Linked DNA regions of Sus scrofa: regions 2 and 3 are each linked to region 1. A link is a contact called in public Hi-C data. All regions are on one chromosome and are shown on one strand. The core of a region is the stretch at or near the end of the contact, and the rest is flanking DNA. Distances in the headings are between cores, read along the strand shown. Region 1 has its middle 260 kb from the start of FAM84B. Region 2 has its middle 450 kb from the start of MYC. Region 3 has its middle 420 kb from the start of MYC.

Evidence for each region. A called contact is a pair of places that touch in the nucleus more often than the background predicts.
Region 2: a Hi-C map of retroperitoneal adipose tissue shows a contact between it and region 1, with 1.6 times the contacts expected there. The contact joins two enhancer-like sites. A contact is called at or near these places in 3 of 47 Hi-C or Micro-C datasets (embryonic fibroblasts, retroperitoneal adipose tissue and skeletal muscle) and 1 of 2 datasets of contacts at active chromatin or transcription factors (skeletal muscle).
Region 3: a contact with region 1 is called in a Hi-C map of subcutaneous adipose tissue, with 2.1 times the contacts expected there. The contact joins two enhancer-like sites. A contact is called at or near these places in 5 of 47 Hi-C or Micro-C datasets (embryonic fibroblasts, fibroblasts, heart right ventricle and 2 more) and 1 of 2 datasets of contacts at active chromatin or transcription factors (skeletal muscle).

Annotation. Positions count from the first base shown.
Region 1 is chr4:13,182,191-13,186,573 of Sscrofa11.1, reverse strand. No RefSeq gene overlaps it. Among named protein-coding and RNA genes, the nearest start is that of FAM84B, 260 kb to the left of the region's middle. Within about 2 kb of position 3,108, at least 22 of the 83 cell types and tissues checked have an H3K27ac peak or open chromatin away from gene starts, as enhancers often do. A contact at or near this core is called in retroperitoneal adipose tissue, skeletal muscle and subcutaneous adipose tissue, where this site is marked.
Region 2 is chr4:12,904,344-12,908,551 of Sscrofa11.1, reverse strand. No RefSeq gene overlaps it. Among named protein-coding and RNA genes, the nearest start is that of MYC, 450 kb to the right of the region's middle. Within about 2 kb of position 1,356, at least 1 of the 83 cell types and tissues checked has an H3K27ac peak or open chromatin away from gene starts, as enhancers often do. A contact at or near this core is called in retroperitoneal adipose tissue, where this site is marked.
Region 3 is chr4:12,882,787-12,887,357 of Sscrofa11.1, reverse strand. No RefSeq gene overlaps it. Among named protein-coding and RNA genes, the nearest start is that of MYC, 420 kb to the right of the region's middle. Within about 2 kb of position 1,632, at least 26 of the 83 cell types and tissues checked have an H3K27ac peak or open chromatin away from gene starts, as enhancers often do. A contact at or near this core is called in skeletal muscle and subcutaneous adipose tissue, where this site is marked.

The DNA of each region.
Region 1 (4,383 bases), core at 1,859-4,358:
AGTCACGTCACCTCCCCAGGTCTCTTTCCCTCAAGGGTTAACCCAGCGGTGTGCTGCACTGCTGCCTCAAACCTGCCCATCTCTCACATCCTCTCTGCTCTGCTCTCCTATTTCCAAGAACAATAATTACCGCAGAAAATATCATCTGGCCCCAATCGTGATCTTCATGACTTCATCGTGTGAACGAGCATCAGAAAACAGCTGAAGCATAACACAGGATCTACGGTGATGTCTAGGGGCCCTTCCTTAAAACTTCTATTTGAGATAAACGTTCAAACAAACAGCACTTGTGTGTCAGGAGAGGGGTGGGAGAAGGTGGTACGGTATGAAGCAGCGTCTTTATTCCGGATAAGCTCCCATTTCCTGGGACAGTGAGAACTTTGTCTTTTCGAAAAGCCTGCCTCGAGTGCTTGCCTGTGTTGTCCTTGCGGACAGGGAAGAAGACCGGGACGCGTATGAGCTGCTTCCTTCCTAAATCCTTCAATCTCTCTCTTTAACCCAAGCCTGCAAACTCTGTGGCTTCTGGCTAGGCTCCTGTACACACACACACACACACACGAATCATCACACATCTTTCTACCCCTGAGCTGTGGCAGGACCGAGTCCCCCGTGGAGGAGGGAATCGCCTGCCTTCTTGACTCACCCGGGAGGACTTCACTTCCTGCCCCCAACCCCAACCCCAAAGCCATCCCAGCACAATGCACGTGTGTCCACTACGTCTTTCTGTCCAGTAGGGAGCTTCCTTTGTTTTCCCATGTGTCAGTTTCTCCTGGACCCCGAGCTCTTCACCCAAAAGGCCTCAATCTGATTTAGTTTTGAGTCCCCAGTCCCAAGCCCTGGGATATAAACAGCAATCAGTGTGTGATTTTTAAAATAAACCGGGATTAAGGAACACAGGAAACATCAGGGGCTCTGCCCATCTCACAACCACCCCATTCACTGAGAACAACCTCCAGTTACTATTAGGGATGGGCCCCTGGCAGCCATGAGACCCCTCCCCTGACAACAGTGATTCAATCTGATTCAGTTCAATTCAGTTCAAAAAGACTGATTTAGTCTGGTTCAATCAACTCCCTCCAGCTGGTTCAGAGACAGGCCCAGGCTTTCCCTGGCATCCAACAAACCCATGAAGCCTACACTAGACACAGAAGTGAAGGTAGTTGCTATCAACCAAAGTAATGCCTCTTTACTATAAAAATTCAGACAGTGTATATGTATGTGATGTAGGAGTTATTTTGGAACGGCTAAAAGTATTTTGTCAAAGAAAATTAGTAAGGGGTGGGGGCTTGCCCTACCAAATAAAAGTAGCATTGTAGTGGAACAGTATAAATAAGGTGATAGAAAAGGTAAGATTTAGCTATATATGGGCACATATTCTATGATAAATGTGCCTTAGTTAAAAAGGAAAAAAAATTGTCTTTAATTATGCAGAGGCAATTTTCCATTTGGATAAAAACAAAGGTTACTTAAATAGAGTACAAAAATAAATTCACAGAGACTAAATATAAACATAAAAATAAAATTACAAAATCAGTGTTAATATTTAAATAAGATTCTATCATACTTCGAGGTGGAGGATGCCTTCCTGATCAAGATAAGAAACTCAGAAGCTATTAAGGGGAAACAAAATTAGCAGCTTGTTCTGTTAAAAACAATAATTTAAAATATTCTAACTCTTAAGAAACTCCATGAAGAAGTAAAGAACATAACTGATTATGAGAAAGTTTTACAACTCATATAACACAGAAAAGGAAAATATCTCCAGTATGCAAAGAGCGTCGACAAGTTAAGAATTAGAACTGACAAATAATCTAATAGCAAAATGGATAAGGACGTGGTCTTAAGGCCTGTTTGGAGGTAAAGTACTGATTTTTATTCAGAGCTATAAGTAAGCAAAAGCATAATTTGCGCCCCTAGATGTAACGCTTGTGAAGTTTTGCAAGAATCAGCTTTTTTAAAATATAAACTGCACGATTTTGACTTTGAATTTGCCTGATCTATTTTAATGACCAAGTAATCAAGGATTTGTTGGCTGACCCTTCAAATTAATTTGACAACTGGTGTCAGTAATGCCCCCTCCCACACAGGGCTTTTGTGAGAATTAACTGTGATCATTCTTAGGAACCCAGGAGAAGGGGCTGGAAACCGTGGAACTTAATTATTTCCCTTCCCCTTTTCCTCTCCTTCTACCAGGCTACTTAAAAGCACAAGGCGTCTCAGATGCATTTTTGTATCCCAGTGTTTGTCACAGTGTAAGAAAGTAGGAGGGAAGAAGGGAAGAGGGAAGTGAGAAGAGGAAGGAAGGAGGAGAGGAAAAAGGGAGAGAGAGAGGGAGGAAGGGCTGGAGGAAGGAAGACACAACAGTCCATAGCAAATTTGGCGGTCCCCTGTCCTCGGTGCAGTTCCTCCTATGGCCACATGATGGCGGCATGAGCCTGGCAGCGCCCCTGCGCTCTCAAGTCTGCCACTTTTCAATGGAGCCTGGGCGTGTTTGTGTTTGTGCCTGCGAGTCAAAGTTACGCCCAGCCTCAGCAGTCTCAGCTGAGCTGTAATGCAGGTCGACACAAACATCTTCAAGGGGTTCACGGTCTTTCTTTCTAGAAAAATCCCAATAGGAATTTGATAGTAAAAAGGACCTTGTGGTCGTTTTAAAACGAGGAGGTTTTCCTCAATACACAGCATCTGCTCCGCTGGGTTTGCAATCTGTGTGCAGGTACTGCAGTTAATGAGACACCGGCTCGCTGCTCCCAGGGCCCGGCTGGAGCAGTCAGCTGGTAGAATGATGGGAACTGCAGTCAGCAGCTCTGCACCAACACGCCCGGGGATGGAAAATGTGATTTGTGACACAGCAGCTTGGGAATAATAATGAAAACATAATTGCTCCAGGCGGATTGCTCTGTCTTTCAATTGCAAAGCTGCTCCACTTCATATGAGAGAAACTGTAGTTCTTAGCTTTTGTTTCTCTAGGATAACCAGAGGCACACCCAGCAACCGTTCTTCTGCCCCCGGTTACTTAGATGTTTATTTGAACCCCAGTGAAAGGCTGTCCCCTAAACAGAAGGAATCTGCCTCAGCTCCAGGCTCTTTGTGGCAGCTGTCTATTCAAGCAGAACCACCCAAGTCATGGATGTGGCTTTCAAACATGTCCATCCCTTCCTCTGCTACCAGCACATGCTGTTGTACTGTTCCTTTCTTTCTTCCTTTCTTTCTCTTTCTTTCTTTCTTTTTCTTTCTTCCTTCCTTCCTTCCTCCTTTCCTTTCCTTTCCTTTCCTTTCCTTTCCTTTCCTTCCTTTTTTGCCTTTTGAAGAAAAAAAAAAGTCCTTGCATATGTACTTCCTTTTATAGTTTACACACATTTCTCGTTCTTCATCACAACCCAGGAAGGAGGCAGAGGTTATCAGCGTGATCTTGCAGACAAGGACACCAAGAATCAGAAAGATGCAGTGATGTGTCTGGAATCTCCATTCCCCAGCTCAGGGGTGAAGAAAGGAGGAGTCCAAGGTGTGTAGCCTGGGTTTGAGTCCCCTTCAGCCACTCTAAGTTACCTGACATCTCTGAGGTTCAAGGTCCTAGTCTGTGAAAGGAAGAAAAAGATGCCAGCTGCTTGGGAATGGGGGAGGACCAGATGAGATGGTGCCCCGAACACCTGCTGTGGTGGTGTTGGGGGGGGTGAGTGGAAGGCTGAGTGTGAGGCACCTTTTTACACTCTTTCCCACCCTCCCGGCCCCGTATTCTGTGCACTGTTCCATGCAGTTCCAACAGCCTGTGTGCCAGGGGAGGTGGAGCAGCTAATCCTCCTTCCCCAGGCTTCTCTGGCTCACTGTACAACTTTGCTTGGCTTCTAAGGATGAACTGTTCGAGAGGTTAAGGTTGGAGGGGCCACTCCTGACCCAAAGGGAGCTGGCACTGTTGGATAAACGTTTCCCCTTCTCATTCTCCCAGGTGAATGGTTCTGAGACATATTTCACTCCCAGTCAGTCACTCCCAGTCATGCCCGAACTGATGCTCACGTTTCTTCCTTCCTATTTTACTCACTGGTGCTTCACTCATGGTCTTGGGATTGCTTCCAAAATAAACTACCTTGGTACAGGCTCTACCTCAGGCTCTTCATTTGGGAACTAAGGCTGGCACAAAGTGGGAGAGAAGCCAGGTCCCTGACACTGGGGTCAGGAGTCCATTTACCTAGGCGCGCACACACACACACACACACACACACACACACACACACACCCTGCTCCATATCTAGAGCGAACAGATGGAACAAGGGGTAAATTTGATGAGCTCTAAAGGATTTCCGGAGCATCTCATAAGTTGGTGGTCCCCACAGGGCAGGAGTATGCTTGCTGGGTCCCTAAAGGACCTGAGTTCCTGTGCATTAACGG
Region 2 (4,208 bases), core at 107-2,606, 280 kb after region 1:
GAACTCCATGCACTGCTTGTGAAGTGTGAATAGGGGCACCCCCTTTTGAAAAGCTGTTGGAACTCTGCACTAGAGCAAAAAATTTACTCCCACTACAATCCAGAAACCCTATCCCAAGGCATACACACAGGAGAAATAAAATATATGAAAAGACATGCACAAAAATATTTACAAGAATCTTGATTCAGAGTAAACAAAACCTGGGAAAAATTCAAATGTTCATCAACATAAAAATGGATAAATAAATTATGGTATGATTATACAACACAACACAACTCAGCAATAAAAACAAGCTGCTGATATATGCAACAACATAGATATTAATCTAGCAACTATTATGTTGGATGAATGACTTCAGAAACAAAAGAAGGCACACTGTATGGTTAATATAAAGTTCAAGGTTACAGAAAGCAAATCTATAGTGATAGAGGTTATGTCAGGAGGTGTAGGGACACAAGGAAGCTTTTAGGGGATGGAAATATTCTCTGCCTTATATTTGAGTGGTGGTTACACAAGTGTATGCAGATGCACACATCTAAGCAACAGTGAGCTGGACACAAGGTCTGAGCCCTTTATCACCTTATTAATATATTTATAGTTCAATTTAATTTTTTAAATATTTTTAAATTTTATTAGAGCATAGCTGATTTGCTATGTTGTATTAGTTTCAGGTGTATAGCAGATTGAATCGGTTATACATATAAATTCATCCATTTTTTTTCCACATAGGTTACTACAAGCTATTGAATATTTTCCCCTGTGCTATGCAGCAGGTTCTTGTTAATCATCTCTTTTATACAGTAATGTCTATTATTCTATTTCCACCCTCCCTCCCCCTAACGGTTTCACCTCTGGTAACCATAAGATTGGTTATGAAATCTGTGTGTTTGTTTCTGTTCTATAAATAAGGTCCTTTATATCATTTTTATTAGGTTCCACATATAAATGATATCATCTATATTTGTCTTTGTCGGACATACGTCACTCAAAAAATTGTTATAGTTTACATTTCCTAAGACTCTTCCCCCACATCTCTCTTTGTCCCTCTCTGTCTCTTCCTCTCTCTCTCTCTCTCTTTTTTCTCAAAAGATAAGTCAAACCCTCAAAGAAGCAAAGGAAATCCACATGGACAAATTTGGGTCGAAGTAGGCTATTTTAACTACTAAAATAAAGACAGCAACTTCAAAGTGGAAAATTAAATTGCTTGTTTTGGCTCTCTGTGAAAGGTCTCACTGGGTAATTGCCCCAAATCCCACTTTACTTCGTGTCGTCTATCTGACTGACTTCTGGTTTGAATGTTAAGAAAAAGATAGATGCAGCAGAAGAGAACAGCTTCCCAATAGTGTGGCCTCACTCACCAAGTTCACTGGGTACTGAAAATTATGGCTTAAACCCCCTTCTCTCAGTTAGCAGTCTGACTCCAAGCTGACCACGTAGCCCTCTGGGTCCCTGAACCCTCACTTAACATGTGAAGGGTCTGGACTGAGGGTTCTTAGATATTGTGTTTTGATCTAATGAAATAGAAATAGCCTCTATCCATTCTTTCATGCAGCTAATATTACCTAGCACCTGCTGTAAACCAGCTATGTTATATCAGGGTTTGGAATTCAGGAGTTCATTTCTACCTTATTCAATAATAGTCATGATTTTACCTTCAGCAAAAGAAAAAAAAACAGTATCATTCATTTGATGCAAAGATGATCTTCACATACTAGCCGTGGGGAGGGATGGAAGTGAGGGGTCAACAGGCATCAATGGCAGTGATATCCTGCTTGTCTTAAAAGAGAAAACAGCCCAAACTCACTGCACAGACACAGTTCTTATGTCTTCAGCTGGGACTCTGAGTATGTGGGGTCTTTCTGTTTCCTTCCTCTCATAGAGTTACAAAGTCAGAGGCATGCCAGTGGATGTGTGATTGTGTTGTGTGCACAGGTGAGTGGGTAAGGATGTTTACCTGTGTAATGAATGTACATTGCTGTATATTTTATTTTGTATACGTGTGGTGTTTAGGTGTGCATGTGTGTGCATGTTTCTTAGTGGTTGCCTGTAAGGATGTAGATATGTGTGCTGTATGTTTGTGTGAGTATGTGTGTAGGATGTACATAAAAGCTGCCTGAGGCTTTATCTCACTCTAAAGGCTGAGTAATAATGTCAAAAGTGTGAGTCAGAAAGGCGAAGGGTTAACTGTTTAATGAATATGAAATTCATTCAGAAAATTGTGCTTTGTAAGTGGTAAAAGGAAGTTTGAACGGTTTCTCGTAAAGTTACAATAGCCAGACCTGCAAAGGAAACCCCTCCTAGTGTGGCATTCCTGAGTGTTTCCTAAAGTTGGAAAGGTGGCCAAATAATGACCAGGCATTTAAAAGAGAAGGGATTGGAGTGGCGATACCTGGAGTCAAGGCCACAAATTCCTCTTTCAAAAATAATTTTAAGAGAAAACTAATGCATCTATACTTAATATCTTTGTGCTTTTATTTTATTTATTTTTTATGTCCTATCTTCTCGTGTCTCCCAACACATACTATGGGAGAAATCAGTAACCAGGAATTTCCTCCCTCTTCTTCCTTTCGCTAAATGATCTCAGTTTCCTCATCATAAGACATAACAGTTCTTAGCTCAAAAGTAGTCGCTCTGAGCATCAGATGAGCATAAGCTTTGAGCTTAGAGGCTGTAAACTTTGGGGAAGTAGGAAATACTCCTGATTTGTTTTAAATTTAATTTTATTGGAATATAGTTGATTTACAACGTTGTATTAGTTTCAGGTGTACAGCCAAGTAAATCAGTCATACATATAAATATATCCATTCTTTTTTTCCCAAATAGATTGTTAAAAACTATTGAGTAGATTTCCCTGTGCTATGCAGTAGGTTCTCATTAATCATCTCTTTTTCACAGTACTGTGTATATGTTATTCCCACCTCCCAATCCTTCCCTCCCCCAACAGTTTCACCTATGGCAACCATAAGATTGGTTTTGAGATCTGTGAGTTGTTTCTATTTTTAAAATAACTTATTTTGTATCATTGTTATTAGATTCTGCATATGTGATATCATATGATAGATGTCTTTGTCTGACTTACTTCACTTAGTATGATAATCTTTAGGTCCATTCATGTTGCTGCAATGGCATTATTTCATTATTTTTGTATTTCATACACACACACACACACACACACACACGGATATTATTTATTTTTAGTGTTTAGCACAACTTAGCCCGTGATAGGTATTCCAAGATATTTGTTGAATGAATAAATTAATATATTAAAGAGTGACAGTTTTTCAATATACCACTAGGTGCTACTAAAAAGTTATTTGGTGAGAGTGATAAAAAGAAGAAGGAGGAGGAATTCCTCTAGATGATATTCTACAAGCATTTCAAGAGAGGTTGGAAAGAAGGAAGGAGATATTCTGGTTGGGAGCTAGAGGCTAGAGTCTGGGACAGGCTGAGGTCAGCTCATGCTTACAGAGCCCGGCTCCTTCTTCACTCTCTCCCCCTCCCCTGCTCTAAGCCCCTCACCCATCCATACTTTCACATCTCTCACCACCACAAATCCCTCATTCAACCAACAGGAGCTGCTCCTCTTATGAGCTTGGCCCTGGCATTGGTGCCATCTGCCAAGCAAGTGGCAAACATAGAGCCTTTGCAGATCAGGCACACTGGGGTTTGTAGACCTACTCCAGCATGTATGTAGTAAGGCCCTTGTATTGATAGGATCGTATTTATACAGAAAAAAAACCCCCACCATATCAGACACGTATAATTCCATTGAGATAAACTGCTCAATGGAACAAAGAATTGACGATCCAAGATCCAATAGCACAGCGTGTTCCAGTGAGCCTTCCTACAGAAGGATGGAATGTCGGGGGGCCTACCCAAGTGAGTACCCCAAATACTCATCACTCTTCCAGATGATCAGCTAAATTTAGGAGAGTAAGTCACATACACATTTTCTTTCTCCTGCTTGGATTCCAGCAGTCATCCACAACCTGCCTGAACTATTTGCGACATTGTAGTACAGTTTTCTTAGAGGTCAGTTTATAATTTCCGTAAGTGACCTCATTTTAATTGTGCTTCAGACATTCCTTCCCCAGTAAGTGTATGTCAGGCTTGGATAGGGAGTGCAAGTTCAGGGATAAACAGAACAGTTATTTTCCTTCTGAAGCTCACCAATACAGTGACCCCTTTATTGTAACAACTAGCTGCAT
Region 3 (4,571 bases), core at 383-2,882, 300 kb after region 1:
TAAGCGTGTACAAGAGGTGGGAAAGTGGCCTCTTCTAGAAAAGTCTCAGCTTCAGCTACTTCATTTCACACTACGCAGTGCCAGGCAAAGCTCCGTGTAGGTTCTCCATTAATCACTGTCATGTAAATCACAGGAAAAAAGCTATGAGGAGCATCCACTAGCTGTATCTATTGATACAAACTCCTTATACAGCCTTCCACTGATCAGTCCCGGCATACTTTTCCAAAGCTTGTCTCCCCTTTACTCATCAGCAGTGTAGCTGCCAGAATGTTCACAGTTCCCCAGAAGCTGTATTCCGTCATGCTTCTCTCATTTACATTCTCCATCCTTCCCTAGACACCACTGTCTTCCTAAATATCACACCTGACTATGTCGCATGCATGCACACACCCCACATTAATCGGAATCTCCACCTGTGGGTGTAGAATGGAATCCAAGCCCATTAACCTGGCATAAAAGACCCTTCTCAATCCAGTTTCAACCTGCTCCCCCAGAATCATCTCCACTCTCCTCTTCATCTTCTCCCTTCCCTGATGTCACCACAAAATCATCTTATATTTGTCACCATTCCCAGGGGATACCAAACTGAACGCTGTACCTTTGTGAACTAAGGCTTCTCCACCTGATGTTGTCATCTCCTCTGTCTCTGCCGAGAAGATTCCTTCCCACCTTCCATCAGGTAGTCCTCATAGCTCTTCTGAGAAGCCCTTTCCAACGCCCCAAGATGGAGTCTTCCAAGAAAAAGCAGCTTTCTTAATTCACACATCTCACTACTACACTGAAATAGCTTAACTGCCCATCTCCTTATGAATCTGTGTATTTCTAGAAGACAGGGATCATTTTCTATTTCTGATTCTCCAGCACCTAACCCAATGCATCTCATATTGAGTTGCTTAGTACATATTTGTAGAATAAATAGTAAGTGCACTGGGTGACCTGGCATTTGGTGATGATATTGGCGGTCCTGCAAAGGCTGCTTGTGATCAAACAGGCTCCCCTGCATTTCTGAAAGCCCTACCATCAGCTTTGAGACCACCCCCCTCTCCTCTGAATATCTTGGTCTTCCAAAGACAGCAAGGCCTGAGGGAGCAGAAAGCAGGAGGTGTGAGCTTCAGGATTCACCAGGATCTCACGCTTGCTTAGAACAGTAGAGGACGCCAATGGGAGGCTAATAGGTATTGAAATCATCACCTACTTTTGTGAACACGGTAGATCTGAATAAAATGCTCTGTGAATTGTAACTCATTAAAGCTTGAGTCCTAACTCCATAAAGCACACTTATAGAATGCCAAGGCCAGAAAGACCTCCATAGCAACCACTCTATTGCAGAGGCAAGAACACTGAGACCCAGAGATCGAAAGAAACAGGAACAAGAATAGAAACAATAAATTCACAGCCACAGACTGGTAGAAAACAGTTCCTAGTAGAAGGAAGGGGTGTCTATTTAAAGTGCCAGCTTCTCTCTGCTTATCTGAGAAGCACTCAGGCCACTCAGCTCTGCACTCGATCCCAGATCCCCTTGCAGGGCACAGCAGATCTGGGAAGCTGCCATGGACCTTGGCAGCTCTCACGGTGCTTGCAGAACATTGACATTTGTCTTGGGGGTGACTAAGAGAGAAGATTTGCCTTGGTTAGAAATTAGTCAGATGGCATTTCCTTCGGCTTTGCTTTCATTTCACAGTGAAAGGTTGAAGTGCATGAAGCTTTTGGTTTTCCTGTCAGATTATTTCATTAATGATCTCTAGTTATTGCATAGTTTCTAGATGCCTAGGGCATGAGAACTTGATAATGAAGGATGCCCCCAAACTCCAGGAGAGGTTGGCAGATGCTAACGAGGGGGCCTCAGGAGAACTCATGCCAAGCCCTATACCTTGATTTTCTCACTTGTAAAATGAAGGGTTTTGACCAGGTAGCTCTGAGTCTCCTTCTTGCTCTGAGAGTCCTTGTGCCTCCAAGGCCACTGATGAACTGTCATTCACTTAGCACATTTTGCTCTTGCTTCTTGTGTGCTGGGCTCTATGGTTGGCCCTAAGAAGGGAATGACGCCAAAATGAACTTGATTCCTGCCATCATGGAGCTCCAGGTCTGGTAGAGAAGAGCCCAACAATAAACCACTGGAAAACACACATAACAATTGTCACCCATCCTCAAAGCAGTAAGAAGGATCTGAGTATTTGGTTCCATAGTATAAGGAAGTACATGGCGGGGGAGGGTGCTCATTTTATTTTATTTTATTTTTTGTCTTTTTGCTATTTCTTTTTTTTTTTTTTTTGTCTTTTTGCTATTTCTTGGGCCGCTCCCGCGGCATATGGAGGTTCCCAGGCTAGGGGTCGAATCAGAGCTGTAGCCACTGGCCTACACCAGAGCCACAGCAACGCGGGATCCAAGCCGCGTCTGCAACCTACACCACAGCTCACGGCAACGCCGGATCGTTAACCCACTGAGCAAGGGCAGGGACCGAACCCGCAACCTCGTGGTTCCTAGTCGGATTCGTTAACCACTGCGCCACGACGGGAACTCCCGGGTGCTCATTTTAGATGGAAGGTCTTCTCTGGGAGGGGGCTTCTAAGCTGAGACTTAAAGGCTTTACAAAGCTAGCAACTAGAAACATTAAGGCTTGAGCTTTCCAGGCAGAGAGAACAGAATGAGTAAGAGGCTGAAGGGGAAAAAAGGGTAATTTGGTCTGTTGGAGAAACTGAAAGAAGATGAGTGTGATCATAGGGCAGTGAGCCAGGCAACAGAAGGGGACTGTTCCAAATGGGTGAGAAGGGGCGGGAAGCATGAAAAGGTCAAAATGTAGGTTTCAGTATCACTGCAAGGGAGTTCATTAAGTGAGAAGGTAACACTTTGGTTTACATTTTAACTCTGATGACTCTTTGGGGAATAACCTGAAGTGGGGCCAGCACAGGAGGTGAGAGCTAATTCTGGGGGTTGTTGAAGTACACCTGGTAAGAAATGACTGTGGTCAAGCTGACGTGGTACATGAGTTCGAGTGCTGTTTTGGAGAAGGCACTGGCAGGACCTCTAGATGGACTGGCATTTGGTAATCCTTTGGGCGGGGGTGGGGGGTCATGGAGTTAGGAGCTAAGTACAAGGAATGTACAGAAGTGAAGAGGGTGTGGTGCCATGTCAGACCCTTAGGAGCTCATCCTTCACATAATTGCCGCAGAATGCAGGTGAGCAAGAGTGACAATAGTTTCAACAGCGGTCTCCGGTACGACAGAGTTGCAATGGCTACGTCCTTTTGCTTTCACAACACAGAGACCAGCGGCATCCATAAGAGCGGAGCAAGAAAAGGTCTCCCAAAGGAGGACTGTGAGCTGGGCCATGAACGAAGGTTCTGGTTTAACAGACAGAGAAGGGAGGAAAAAAAAACACTAGAAAGAGTGAGAGCAGAGCCAGCGTGGTATGAAAACACATGCTGTGATTTAGGAAAAGCGTGTTAGAAAGATGAAGTTGGAAATGCTGGCCTGGGGTTGGACTTTGGAAGGTTGGAAACCCAACTAGGAGGGGTCTGCATTCATCAAGAATTTTAGAATGATGTTATTAGTTCCAAGACTGGAAGGATAATTCTGGGGATGAGAACGACGATGGTGTAGGATTAGCCACATTAGCTGATGATGGTGTAGTGGTTTGACATTGGAATAGGTTTCCAAGGTACTCGAAGATTCTGTTATTGAGGTGGGAGCAGGGAGCCAGCACATCGCACTTTGTGCCAGACCTGTGCCCTGAACCAACTCAACAGTGAAACCAAATGGTAATATTAATATCAAACCTCAATAGAGGATTGCCCTTGTGCCGGGCACTGTTCTAAATGCCTCATGTATTTTAACTCACTAAATGCCTTCAACTCTAATTGAGCAGGTAACAAAAGTAGGGATGTGAATCTCAGCCATTTGAGGCCCTTATCTCTGTGCTCCCCCACAATGTCTTGCTGCCTCTGGATGAATGTAACCTGAGAATATCACCTTCGTTATGCAAAACACCACTTTAGAAAATGGTCTTATACCTATAGGCAAGTAGACGTCCTCACCTAAACCCCAGAAACTTCTGCTTCTGGGAGTATAGGTACCTCTCTGACACACTGGGGATAGGTGTACCTTCCAGGCATAGGGAATACTTGAATATCCCAGGTTTCAGCAATAACTGCTTCATAAAATTCCCTGCATGGCCCAGAACAGTGACAAATGTGCAGGCTCTGAGAGTAGCCCAATTCTGGCCAGTGGTTACATGTGCCTTGGTTTGCCTCCCAAACTCCCAAATTGTATAAGCACTCTTTCTCTGGGGAGTGGAAGGTCCCTGCTGAGACAGATAGGATAGATATGCTAGCATGAGGGAAGGGAACATCCCCTAGGGAAGGGAACACCAATGGCAAAAAAACGCATCATCCGATAGCTAGCAAGGCTGGTACTACTCTACTGAAAAGTGATAGACAGTTTGCTGTAATAGAATAAAATTTTAGCACTAAAATTATGATATGATGTACTATATTCAGTAAATGGTCAAATACCCATTACCTACCATGTGTCTAGCATTAGAATTGGAGCCACCATTAAAAATATTTGAGGTCT